2 separate regions of the Mus musculus genome follow, and region 1 is linked to region 2. Evidence: chromatin contacts called from public Hi-C data. All regions are on one chromosome and are shown on one strand. The core of a region is the stretch at or near the end of the contact, and the rest is flanking DNA. Distances in the headings are between cores, read along the strand shown.

Region 1 (7,040 bases), core at 1,062-3,561, 270 kb before region 2:
ATCTGTTGTATAAACACAAAAGTCTAGGAACTGAATAGCATAGTAAATTAAAGCTTGCATCCAATGAACAGCTAGTTTGTGTAAACTTAAGCCTTCATACTGTGAAGTCGACCATACTCCCTGATGTCCATGAAGGATGGCACTTAAAGGGTTAACAAAGCCCCCATAGGATGCACAGCTTCTTGTGCACATCAGAATCACGTGACCAATTATAACAGGGAAGTCTTAAGAAAAGAAAAGGTTTGGAAGTATTTGTCCAGTTCCAAGTGTGTGGTCAGGAATCCTGGATGATTATGGAGTAAAGATTGTGTGTGGAAGTGGATCCTAAAAAGAGATGTCTGCCCACTCTTCTTAACACCTGTGTCCTTTTGCTGACTCTGTGTTTACAACTGCATGCAGTCTTGCCTGTGGAAAAGGGCTGGCTGAGGCGCTGACACCTGCACATCAAATAGCCACTGTATAAAAATACCGCCATAGTGTCTGTCAGCACTTTTTCCACACTTGCCAGGATAAAAAGGCAAGATCACTGTGCTCTAAACACCAAGCTGAGAAAATCATTAGGCCTTGAGCCCATTTCAATAAAGAATAAACATGCTTTCCCAGACAGATAGGAGAAACAAACCTGCACATTAAGGTGTGTCAAGTAATACTTTGTTGAAATTATTGTGGGTGATTCTGCCATGTCACCTCATAATGCTGGCTTCTGAGGTCAGATGACAATTCCTGAAAGGTGGCCATTTTTAATAAAGTTTTACAACAGTCTTCATTTCTGTATTCAGGATACTTAGTTGTGTGCATTCTTTTCTTTTTGATGTGTGGTCCAGTGTGTATGGACATATGTGTATGGGTAGACATGCATGTGGGTTTATAGTGTTCAGAAGTGGACTTTCTGTATCCTCTTGGATTGCTCTCCACATGATCTTTTGAGTCACATGTGTGTGCAGTGTATGTGTGTGAGTGTATGTGTGTGTGTGTGTGTGTGTGTGTGTCTATTCTCCATGCTCACCGATTGGCTAGCCTCATTGGCTTCCAATGCCCCCCTTTTCTTTTCCTCTGTCTCCTCCTAGCACCCTCATTATTAAATTCCCTTTCAAATATTTGCCTTAGGGCAGTGAGAAAAGCTTCCAGCACGAGCATGTGAAACCAGGAATGCAGGTATTCACATTGCAGAAGTGAGAAACATCTAAAAAACACAGCTGGGAACACCAAAGACAAATTGTGCCTATTTCACAGTCTCTCTCAGCCCTAGTCCTGTTAATATTTCTTTCTCAGTAAAGCTTTCTCTTCTGCACTGAATCAAGTCCCAAAACAGTGTAATCTCAGGGGTTGATGTAAAGAGGATAAAGGCAGCAATTTTTCACTCTAACATCATTAAGTCACCTTTCTGAAACAGGTGATAGTAGCTACAGCTACATCTGTCTATTTCTAGTCGAAGAAAAATCTTAATTTTAATTGAGAAAAAAATTCTGTGTTTCATTTTCCCCTGAGTTTGAGATATTGATTATATAAACAAGTGATTGTCTCTATATTTAAAGCCATAAATAACCAGATTCTATAGAGGTTCCAGTTGAATGCTATGACTTTCAAATCAGGAGCCAATGAAGCTATGTTATATGGAAACATAAGCATATTCTCTCCTTTTCATATTTCATGTATATGAATTATTCATAAGAAAAAAATATGAGATTTATTTTCCAGCATGAACACAGAGGGAACTGTATCATAATCCACAGAATTTACATCTTAACAACTATCTTGGTACCTCAAAGGGGTCATAAGAAAAACATAATGATTTTCACATGATTTTTTAATCAAATATTTCTATAAGAATGTTTGGACTGCTCACCACTGTAACAGATGCCCAGAGGAAATTAGTTATTCATATTAAAAAGGGGGGCTCAGACAAAAAGTAACCACAGCAGAGCTTTTCTTATGTGTGTGTGGTTGTAAAGAACAGAAAGAAATATTATATCTAAATCCCAACACATATCATTATGTCAAATTCTTCTTCCCAAGTTACATTTACCATTGTTGTTCCTGTGTGGATAGTAATTGCAGGTCATATTTTATAGAGTATCCATCCAGACCTGCAACTGTGCCTGTTTCTAATGTCAAAGTGCCCTAGGTAATTCTCATGTAGTAGATCCCTAGACCAAGAACATACCAAGAGGCACAGAATCTAGCGATGAGGTCACTAGAAAGAAGAGGACAAAAATAAAACGATCACACTTTGTTAAGCTTAACTAGGTCGTCCCTGGAGGTTAGCACAGATGGTAGATGCGCCCCAAAGCAGGATGAGGAATAGTCAGCATTGGCAAGCTATGTGTTGGCTGTAGGACAAAGGTGCCATCATCACTGGAAGGGAGAAGGGCTCCAGGAGTGAGGTCCATCACTTATGAAAGTCCATGAGAGATGGAATGCATCCTATGTTCTGAACAAGCTGACTTTAGAGTAGTATATGGCTGGATATAGTATTCTGTAGGGTTCATTCTTAGACCTGGATTGCTTAAAGCTGCATATACAAAGAAGTCACTGTGAACAACCCTATCCACCAAGCCACCCCAGGCCAATTAAATGTATCCCCAACTCAGTTCCCTTTATTGAGATTCTGAAATGTCCATAGTTAACTTCATCAGCCTAAGGCACTATATGGTCTCAACAATAAACAGGTTGAATACTAACATCCAGTAGTCATAATTAAATGTGTTTATAACATCTTATTTCAAACATACAATGATGTAAACTTATTCCTGGAGTTCTCCTAAGAAAACAAATGGAATCCATAGATACAGACAGCCCATTGAAGGCATTTTCCTTTAATGATATAAAGGAAATGAAGGAGGCATACAGATATTTATTATATTTTTTACTCATTTATTTTTATGTTATGTGCAGTGATGTTTTGCCTGCATGTTTGTCTGTGTACCACATACATGAAGCAACCACAAAGGCTAGAAGAAGGCATCATATCCCCTGGAACTATAGCTGCTGATGGTTTTGAGCTACCACATTAAGTGCTAGTTGTCCAGCCTAGGTTCTCTAAAAATATCTCATGATCTTAACCACTGAGCTTTCTATCCTTACCATCTTGTTTTTGTTTTTGTTTTTGTTTTTGTTTTTGTTTTTGTTTTGTTTTGTTTTTTAGTGAAAGGTAGTACCATATGTATAGTGGTTAGGACAATCAAATGAGAAATAGTTATATTTAGGATAATATAAATACTATTTATAGAGAATAGTTGCAGGGAAGGAACCATTCTTGTCCAGAGATGGTAAGAATCCAGGGAATTAATTGAAGTGCTGTCCTTCCATAAAAGCCTAAAACTATATAATCTACTCTTTAGCAGAATGCCAGCTACATTAAAATACTATATATTTATTTGTGATGATTTCTTTCCTCAATAAAATGTGATATAGTACATCCAGGTGAGTTACAGTTAAATGAGAGGACAGGTGGGAGATGGAGAGAGGGAGGGAGGGAGAGAGAGAGAGAGAGAGAGAGAGAGAGAGAGAGAGAGTGAGTCAGGGTTGACCAGGAAAGTTAAATGTAACTTTAATTTTTTTCAAAGCCTACTTTTAACGGTGGTTCTTAAACTCTTTACCCTCCCTTCTAGCCCATCACCAAATGTGGTGGAAAAGAAAGGATATGGAAGAAGTAGACATGTTTAGAAATGATTCTTTGGAGCAACTCCCATCTATGTGGTCGAGAAATTGGCATTTCAGTTCACAGGTCATCAGTGGCAGCTCCATAAACTTGCAAACCCTTCATGGATATACTGGCAGTCCAGTTCGGCAGAGTTGGGAGAGCAAACACAAATCAGCAGAGGTGGCACTACCTAGCAGAGAGAGCCAGGCCTCAGCCTCAGCATGAGTCCTCAGGGGGGACCAGCAGGAACCCAGGAGTTCTTGGCTGCACCTCTCTCAGCAAGACCAACAAGCATTGCACAGCTAACTTTAGAAACAATCCTAGCCCATCACTGTCTGTGGAGTCCTGTTTATACTCCCTTCAAACATGTGTCCTCCATTGCTCCTGTCTCACCTCATGTCATACCTCAGCACTTGAGTTTGACTTAGCAAAACTCCAAGTCACACTCTTTCAGCTGACATCACTCTGCCAATCAGTCTGAGTCCAAGGAAGTGGCAAGAAACTGTAGCACACTATTAGAAGATTTTTTTGGTGAATTTCTCTCTACAGAGTCCCAAGAAATGGAGCTCAACTATGAAATATAAGGTAGGCCAATACTTGTATGTCATTAGCAAAGAATCCTTCATCATGTGTCCTTTCATGTGCAGAAAATCCTTTCACCTGTATCTGCTTCAACAAAACATTCCTTCACAAGTCTGCCTTAGGGAAATGTCCTTTCACCTGTGTCCACTTCATCGAAATGTTCCTTCATGTGTTTGATTTAACAAAACACCATCCAACACAACTGACTTTCCAAAGAACCTTAAGTTTCCATATCAGTTGAGGTATTGCCTGGAAGCAGTGTGGTCTTTTGGAAAATTATGATGAATAATTTAAGTAGGGATAATCAAAATCATTGTTCATTTTTACCAGAAAGACTTAAGAGTGAGTTGGTTCAAAGACAGGAGAAATTGGAGGTAACATATTCAATGTTCTTCTGAAAGTTTACTTAAGACAGACAAAAAGGGAGAAAGTGCACTATGTATGCCAGGGGAAGACTATGATGATGGCTGTTGGATTCTGGTTTGGGGAGGGAGGATATGAGAGACATAATGGAGAGAGGAAAGGTGCTACAGTGGATGGGCTGGAGGACTGGGTGTCAATGAAGATGTGCTATTTATCCTACAGATCTATGGAATCATGCTTGGAGGGTTAGGAGTTCCAGAGGGAAGTGACGAAAGTGTAAGCTTTAGAACATCCACAAAATGACAATAGAACAATCAAGTCGAGATGAGTGATCATATCATGAGGATGTAAGTGAATGAAACCAGAGCCAATATTTAGAATATTAGAGTAATTATAGAATAAATATAGTTTTTTCCTAAAAAAACAAAAGACTTATTCAAGAATATGACTGGAAGAGTGTAGAGGAAAGAATGACCCTGTTACTAAAATATCACGACTACAGAGCAGATCATAATTATTCTACATTTACTTACTAGTTCTGAAAAACACATGCACAAGGAAAGCATCTCAGATGATTGGCAGGTAGTAATACTTCAATTGTTTTCAGTCCCGTTCTCCTTCTAGTAGTCACCCCTTCCACAAGTGGTGTGTACAGTCACTGGCTTCTCACCACACCGCCTGTACATACATATGCATATATGTATTTTTCTTCATAATGGAACAGGTATGAGCAACAGATTAGGATTCTGATAAGGTTAAACCCGAATGACTGTGCTCAATTTGGAAAGATTAATGTTAGCACTGAATAAGATTATTAATAATTATATATGTAAATGTGTTTAATATTTAGAATTATAAAAGGGAGACAGGTCATAGATTAGATAGATGGTAAATTGATAGATAAGTAGGTAGGTACATATAGAGTTACCAAACCCAGATACTATTGTGGATGTCAACAAGTGCTTGCTGACAGGAGTCTCATATAGCTGTCTCCTGAGAGGTTCTGCCAGTGCCTGACAAATACAGAAGTGGTTGCTCACAGCCATCCATTAGACTGAGCACAGGGTCCCCAATGGAGGAGCTAGAGAAAGGACCCAAGGAGCTGAAGGACTTTGCAGCCTCATAAGAGGAGCAACAATATGAACCAACCAGTATCCCCAGAGATCCCAAAGACTAAACCACCAACCAAAGAGCACTCAAGGATCCAGCTGCATATGTAGCAGAGGATGGCCTTGTAGGACATGAGTGAGAGGAGAGGCCCTTGGTCTTATGAAGGCTCGATGCCCCAGTGTAGGGGAATTCAAGGACAGGAAAGCAGGAGTGGATGAGTTAGTGAGCAGGGAGAAAGGGGATGTGATGGAGAGGGGGTTGGAGGGGACCTGAGGAAAGGGAATAAAATTTGAAATATAAATAAAGAAAATATCTAATAAAATAAAAATAAATGAATAGGTAGGTAGATATATAGGTGATATATGATTTATAAATGATAGAAAATGAGAGATAATATGTGATGAATGATAGATGGAAGATAGATAAGTACATTGATAATTGATAGATTGCAGAAACATAGCTTATAGGTGACAAATAGAGTCACAGATGGAAGTCAGCTAGATACATAGATACACAGATAAATACTAGATAATTTATTGATAAATTATAAAAATATATAATAGATTATTGATGGTTATAAAAAGTTATATTATAGCAGGAAGATGATAAATAAATTGGTGATTAGCTATTACAAAGTAAGTTGATAGATATATAGATAAGTTGTTCTACTTAATTTCCAATAAAGCAAAAGGATTTGCCCTTGGATGAAAAAGCCCATAACATTACATTATCTCTCTGCCTCATACTTGTGTATCAAGATGCAAGCTCTCCACTATTGCTCCAGCATCATGCCTGCCTGCTTGCTGCCGTGCTCCCCACCATAATGGTCATAGACTCTAACTAACCCTCTGAAGCTGTAAGCCCCAAATACACACCTTCTTCTATAAATTGCCTTGCTTATGGTGTCTCATCGCCCCAATAGAAAAGAAACAAAGCCAACCTGTTAAAATATAAAAGTGAGTGTACCATTATATCAAGGAAATTAAGTGAATGGAAAATTTTGTGTATTTTGTTTATTCCTCTACTCAAACCTTGAAAGAATAAATGTCATGTTGATGTTATATTTTGCTCTGATAGGAGTGGAAAGTCCCTGTTTTACATTCAAAGAAGTAAAAGTAAAATCTACCCTCTTTTAGGAATTCCCAAGCACTTTCTAATTACATTTGTAAGAATTTGCTATGTTCTACTTACAGGTATGAAGTTTTCTCTGGAGGTTAGTCATAAAAGTGACCTCTTGGGAACCTGAACTGAACCCCAAAGTAGGAAAATAGTCAACAAGGAAACCATCATCTTTTGCAAATTCATTCTCTAAAATATTCAGCACTTCTCACTTACCCACTGC
Region 2 (6,848 bases), core at 44-2,543:
TAATCACATCTTTAATGTTCCTCCCTGTGGCTATGAGTTTCATTTGTCACGAAGCTAGGCTACAGTTTAACTCCCTGACTATTCCAACAAACATTAATGTAGGTGGTGCTGTGAGGATAGTTTGCAGAGAGATACACACCCATAAATGGCTGACTTGAGAGGTTAACCTACACACTGCAAAGGGGCTTAGATCAACTGACAGTCCTTTGCAATAGAGCTCCCTCAGACAAAACAAGTAATTCCTCCTGTGAACAGCAGCTTTAGCGTCTAAGCTTGGGCACCGACATTCTGATGGTCACTGCTCTGCTCATCCCCAAATGTACATCACCCATTTGCTTACAGCAAAGCACCTCACCTCCTCTTCTCACTCAGTTCCTCTCAGTGAAGCTTGACTAATACATTTCTCACCCTCATTAACTTGTAAACTGTGGAACAGAGATATCTGTCTTATTCATTATGAATTCCTGGTACCTAGCAACATGTTGGGCACTTAACTGTCACCTATTAAATATATACTGGATAAATAAGGGAGTGAATGAATAAACCAGATGAATAACCAGATGAAACATCTGGTTGCTGAGGTAAAAGCATGTATCAAAAATGAGAAATAATGGGGGGAAGTCAGTGCTATTAGAATTCACTTTTTAAAGGAGCAAATATATCTAGTCATAGAGACCATGGAAGAACTGCAGTACAGCTGAGAGCGCAGGGTGAATAGTATGGAAGCAGTATACAGAAAATAGACAGTGAGCAGATTTTACACACTTGGATGCAAAATGCTATGCTTTTAGCCAGGAATAGCTCTGTCTCTGTCTTTTCTGTCTCTATCTCTGTTTCTGTCTCTGACTCTATCTCTATGATGTGTGTGTGTGTGTGTGTGTGTGTGTGTGTGTGTGTGTCTCCTCTCTCTCTAACTCTCCGTGTGTATGTACATAAATAAATGACAAAAAGATGATATGATGATGATGATGAAGATAGATAGATAGATAGGTAGGTAGGTAGGTAGGTAGGTAGGTAGATAGATAGATAGATAGATAGATAGATAGATAGATAGATAAAGATGGATCATCTGATCACAGAAACTAGGCAAGGTCGGATTAGATAGTTCGTGAACAGGAAACTACATGTACATTTTTATCTTCTCTAGTTAATATAACCTCTGAATTGTCAAGTTCTGTGTGTTTGACCCATCAGTTATTCCCACAGAGGCATAGACTGAAAATTGATTCTAAATTAATTGAGTGCACAGTTACTCACAGGTTTTCTCAGTCAGTCAGTTCAATGCTCACTACTGGGTCTCAACAGTAAGCCAAATCCAGTACCAACTCAAAACAAAAAGAGAAGATATGTCTCCTGGTAGTGAGGCCAGGTTAAAAAGTGTTGATTACCCCCCATAGTTGTAGGTCTCCCTGCACATGCCTGGGGGCTTTGCATATTTTCTAAAGCCTTGGGGCTTATTGCAAAGACAAGGAATATCTGATATAGGATGTTGACTTTTGTGAAAACTGGATGTAGGCTTGCCAGATTTTTCTCTGACCTCATCTCTCCTCTATGAGGTTGTGCCAGGCTCCTGGGGAGAGGATGAAAAAAATAAATGTGTTCCATCATAAAACATCTCTGTGGTGTACAAGGGAACAGCTAAGATGCTCCAGAGCCACACAGCAACACAGTGGCAGTGCCAAAAGCCACTTGAGATGAAGTAAATTCTAAAAATAGAATATGAGGGCATGTCCTCTATCAGAAGAAGAAAATAAGAGGGCCAAGGAAGTCAGAAGAGGGACTACTTGTCACAGTGCCTACATCTGTCCTAGAAACCATGTGTCTGACAAAAAGTGGTCTAGGGACAATTCAAGTCCTGACTGTGTGGCCCATATTCATGATACTAGGTGTAGTGGCTATTCCTGGTTGTCAACTTGACAATATTTGGAATGAACTACAATCCAGAATTGGAAGGCTCACCAGTGACCCTTATCTGGAGGCTTGGAGATCCTTATCTGGATCTTGGTTTGAAGATCTTGAGCCATAGTGGCTATGGATTCCAGAAGATTGAATCTCCGAGTTTAAGGAACACACCTTTAATCTGGGCTACTCCTTTCATCTGGGATTAAAGGTGTGGTGGAACACACCTTTAATCTGGGCTACACCTTCTGCTGGAGACAATATAAGGACATTGGAAGAAGGGAGTCTAGCTCTTGCTCTTGCTCCTTCACCTGCTTGCTGCGTGAGACTGAGTAACTGCTAGATCCTTGGACTTCCATTCACAGCTGCGACTGAATCATTGTTGGGAATTGGGCTGCCGACTATAAGTCATCAATAAATTCCTTTACTATCTAGAGACTATTCATAAGTTCTGTGACTCTAGAGAACCCTGACTAATACACTAGGACACTCTACCACTGAGAATATCCCCAGCCCTGGCCTTTGTTTTACTTTTTATTTTGGTATGGGGTATCACTAAGTTACCCACGCTGGCCTTGAACTCATGATCCTCCTCCGGTCAAGTTGATGAGATTGAAAGCATGCACCACTAGGTTCACCTGCTTAGTCTGTCTTCCAGTGTAGACCTTTGGTTTTGTCACAGCTGCACTGTAAACATCATGGCAGACAATCACATAAACATAGAGTCAATGTTTACAAGAAATCTCTCCAGTTTGGCTGGGCCACCCATCATCACTCTGTGAGATCATCTATGGCTCTCCCTATCCAAAAAAAACTGCCAATATACATCTCAGCCCTCAAGTGCTTCACCCATAGAAAATGGCCCCACAGAAACCAAGGTCATGAGTTTAAATGGCCAGGACTTGCTGCCACTGACCTGAAAATCAAAGCCAAACCATGAAATTCTCCTTCTGTACATAACAAGCCCACAGAATATTAACACGAAGAAGGTCACCCTATGACTGTGATGGACAAGACAGAAAAACAGCTCTGCTTTCTAGTCACATCTGAACAGAGCATTAAACATGTCAAAGATACAGAAATAACTCAACACCTCCCTCTCCTGGCTGATATGAGTGACAGCTGCTCCTTTCCCAATCACAACTTTAGTCTTGCTTCATAGCTGGCCTTCCCTAATCATAAAATGTATGAAGATGCTCAATCATAGACTTAGCCTCACATTCCAACAGCATCCAATCTTTGCAAAAGACAAAGTGTCCAACCTCTTCTGAAAATAAAGCAAACCACATCTTATAAATCGTTTCTATCGATCTGTGTCTGAGATGCCCCATAGGTCCCCATGGCAGAACATCTCTCTCCAGGAAGTAGTGAACTTGATTTGTTCCAAGGTATTTTTTGTCTGGTAGACAAGAAGAATAAGGAATATTACTGTTGTTGTTGTTGTTGTTGTTGTTGTTGTTATTTTATCACACTTGTTATGATTTTTTCGTAGTTACTTTTCCTTGTTGTTTTGATAAAGGACTGTGAAAAGAAGCTTGAGAAAGGGTTTATTCTGGCTCACAGTTCAAAGGCACACACCACCATGGCAGAGAAGTCACAATGAGAGGAATTTGATGCAGTTGCTCATACACTGTCAGGAAGAAGAGAGCAATGAATGCATCCTCTGCTTACTTTATGCATTTTATACAGCCCAGGGCCTCAGCCTAGGGAACTGCGCCCACTCTAAGGCAAATCTTCCTACAACAATCAACACAATCAACATACTCAAGGAAATCCTGCACAGCTCTTCTAGACTCACCTGGGAGAAAACCTTCTGGGCACACCTCTGAAGCTAACGGGTATGAAGGAAGGAAGTTTGTGATGACTGTAGTTTTGGTTTTTGTTTTTGTTTTTTTCCACCAAGCAATGTCTGTGTAAGTAGGTCAAACTCAAAAAGAAAAGACTTAAAGAAAATTTTCTGTTTGGGGTAAACCATAAAGCATGGTGTGGTGGTTTGAATAAGAATGGTCCCATAGGTTCATATATATGGATTCTTGGTTCCTAGTTAGTGGAACTGTTGAGGAAGGATTTAGAGGTGTGGCCTTATTGGAGGAATGTGTCAGTGGGATTGGGCTTTGAGGTTTCAAAAACCCCAGTCCAAGCAGGCCAAATCTCTCTGTCTCTCTGTCTGCAACTTATGGATCAGATGTGAGCTCTTAGCTACTGCTCCAACACCATGGCATCTGCCTGCTGCCATGCTCCCCACCATGATGATAATCAACTGACCGTCTGAAACTGTAGTTCAGTCTGTAATGAAATGCTTTATTTTGTAAGTTGCCTTGGTCATCACAACTCCTCACAGAGACGAAATAGTAATTAAGACACATGGAAAGGGACCTGTATTCCCCAGTTATAGATTTAGGGGAAAAAAGAGCTTCAGAGACAGACAGTAAAATCAAAGCTACAGAAGTGTGAAGCACCTTAAGACAACAGTAAGATCTAATGAGTACTTCTGTGAAATATGAGCTTGTTAAGGATGCTGTAACAAAATGTTCATACTGGACAACTTAAACAACTTAAACTCACTTTTAAGAGTTCTAGAGGTTTGAAGCCCGAGTTCAAGGTGCATAAGCATATATTTCTTCTGATCTCTTTCTGTCTCTCTCTGTCTCTTTCTGTCTTCTGTGTGTGTGTCTGTCTCTCTCTGTCTCTCTCTCTGTGAGTCTCTCTTTCTCTGGCTGAAAAATGGATTCTTCATTTTGTCTCATGTGATCTTTTCTTTGAGCACAAATGAGTGGGTCTCTTTCTCTGGTTTTCTACTTTGTATGGTGGACTATTAGACCACTTGGAACAACGGGTCTTATGTCATTATATTTCTAAAAATTGGTTAAATTTACTCAAAACAAATTACCTAGGCAAGTTATGGTATATGTAATTTGTAGCAACTAAGACTTTGTGCTAAAAAGGTCTTGCTTTCTGGTAAATAGATATTCATATTTTTCTGTTTCAATTCTTCCTCTATACCAGATCTAACAGCAAGATGCTCTAGATATTAAACAGGATTGCTAAACAAGCAATGCTAAGTCATAAGTTTGTCTATGGCCATACCACTCCAAACGTGTCTGATCTTATCAAAAGGGGGGAAGGGTGGATTAGTGCTTATAAACATTAGCCCAAATGCTCAAGAAAAGAGCTGATGCTCTTCTAAATATAGACTACCGCTGTGCCTGAGGGTGGTAGAGAAGAGCATTGGAGGAAGGACGTCTCCATACTGCAGCTTCAGCAAGGAGCCTTCTGGGAAACAAAGATGCTCCCCTGAGCCCTTGGACGAAAGCAGGCAGTTAACATAAGCACCTTTCCTTGGGCACAAGTCAGTACTGATACCAACCTTCAAATAGACGTTCTCCAGGGAGATAGGGAAGATCAAACACACAACAATCAACAACAGTATTGAAGGATACTCGAACTAGAGTATCCATGTGTTCATTCTATTGCCATAATTTCATGTTATAAAGAAGGAAATAAATTTGATAATGGGAGTGTTCGCATCAGACTGGAGCAATGGGTGGAGTCTGGTCTTACTCCAAGGCCATATGTAGTGGGTTTTCTCTCCCTGATGAAGTATCTCACTGTCTTCAGCGTTTGGTTTGCATTCTGTGGTCTGCTGTCTGCCCTCTTGGCCAGGCTGCAGTATTGGAGAGTGGACCACTACTGAGGGTTTGCTTAAGGACAAGTCTGAGCTGAAATCTCAAAGACAGCAAATCTCTCACCCTGCACTGAATAAGCAACATATGAAGTCAACCCCTATGCAATTATTACAGCTCAACATTTGTCAAAATTGGCAATTGTATATGATTTACACTAATTTCGTATTCATGGCAATAACCCAAAGCACTCTAACTATTCATCTACTTCTCCTTGGAGAGTGTCTACTGCACAGTCCTTTTGCCTCAGGCACACCTAGGAAATAAGTCTTATACTGCCTGGGGAAAGAAGGCCAAAATTATCTTCCAGAAGCTTCCATCACCTTCCACACACAAGCTGTAAAGAAAGGAAGGCTGCACTTGAATTAAACAGAAATTCAGGCATTCCTCCTGCAATTGTTATTTCCATAATTAAATATGAACATGCCCTAGAAATACCAGTGGAGTGTGGGGATGAAAAATAAAATACTAAACCAAAAGCAATTCTAAAAGGGATCCTTCCCCAAAGATCCTTAAACATTGAGGGTAAAGCAAAGCAGGAATGTTGATACTCCATATACCAGAAAAGCCCATGTGATCCACATCTGCAGCCACTTGTTCTGAAGGATACTGGATTCTTTACTAACTTGCAGCAAATCCACTTAAAGTTCTGGAGCGTTTACCAGTGTCTCCAGTACGTATGAAATACGACACATCAGAAAACCTTAGGGAATGGTTCTGCCTTTGAATAGTCTAAATACTTTATACTTTTTACTTTTTTCTCCAGTATTGTTAAGGGCTCTAGGAGCATTATGAAATCATAATTAATGATATTTACATCGTATCTGTCTCCTTGCCCACAAATGAATTTCTATTGAGATGGAGGCAGGTAGAGGTGCCTTAAATGAATTAGAAACATAGCACTTTGCAAGTAAAAAAGATAAAGAACTGAGGATGACTCAGAGGACCACCAGGTTATTAAATTAAACCAAAGTAGTACTCACATTCCCAAATACATGAGAGCTCCTGAGAGATGGGAATGGAAAATAGTCATTGTATTTCTTTAACCCCCTTTATCTCCTATGACAAAGGGACTTGAATAGTGAATAGTGTATTTATGATAAAGCTTGCCCTGAATGGACAGATTCTTTCATGGGTCTTAAATCTATCAAATTCAAGTTACTGGACCAGTGTCCACAATTATCAGCTAATACTAATGGAGTGCTTACACTATATCAAAACCTTTATGTATTTATTAATTTATTTTAATCTAAGAAAAGTTCCCAT

Evidence for each region. Hi-C and Micro-C count contacts between places; a contact is called where the count stands out from the background.
Region 1: a contact with region 2 is called in a Hi-C map of cerebellar granule neurons, with 1.8 times the contacts expected there. The contact joins two enhancer-like sites. A contact is called at or near these places in 4 of 484 Hi-C or Micro-C datasets (brain, cerebellar granule neurons and cerebellum).

The regions. Positions count from the first base shown.
Region 1 is chr1:83,490,477-83,497,516 of GRCm38.p6, reverse strand. No RefSeq gene overlaps it. Among named protein-coding and RNA genes, the nearest start is that of Sphkap, 86 kb to the right of the region's middle. Within about 2 kb of position 2,311, at least 2 of the 459 cell types and tissues checked have an H3K27ac peak or open chromatin away from gene starts, as enhancers often do. A contact at or near this core is called in cerebellar granule neurons, where this site is marked.
Region 2 is chr1:83,219,391-83,226,238 of GRCm38.p6, reverse strand. No RefSeq gene overlaps it. Among named protein-coding and RNA genes, the nearest start is that of Daw1, 63 kb to the right of the region's middle. Within about 2 kb of position 1,293, at least 6 of the 459 cell types and tissues checked have an H3K27ac peak or open chromatin away from gene starts, as enhancers often do. A contact at or near this core is called in cerebellar granule neurons, where this site is marked.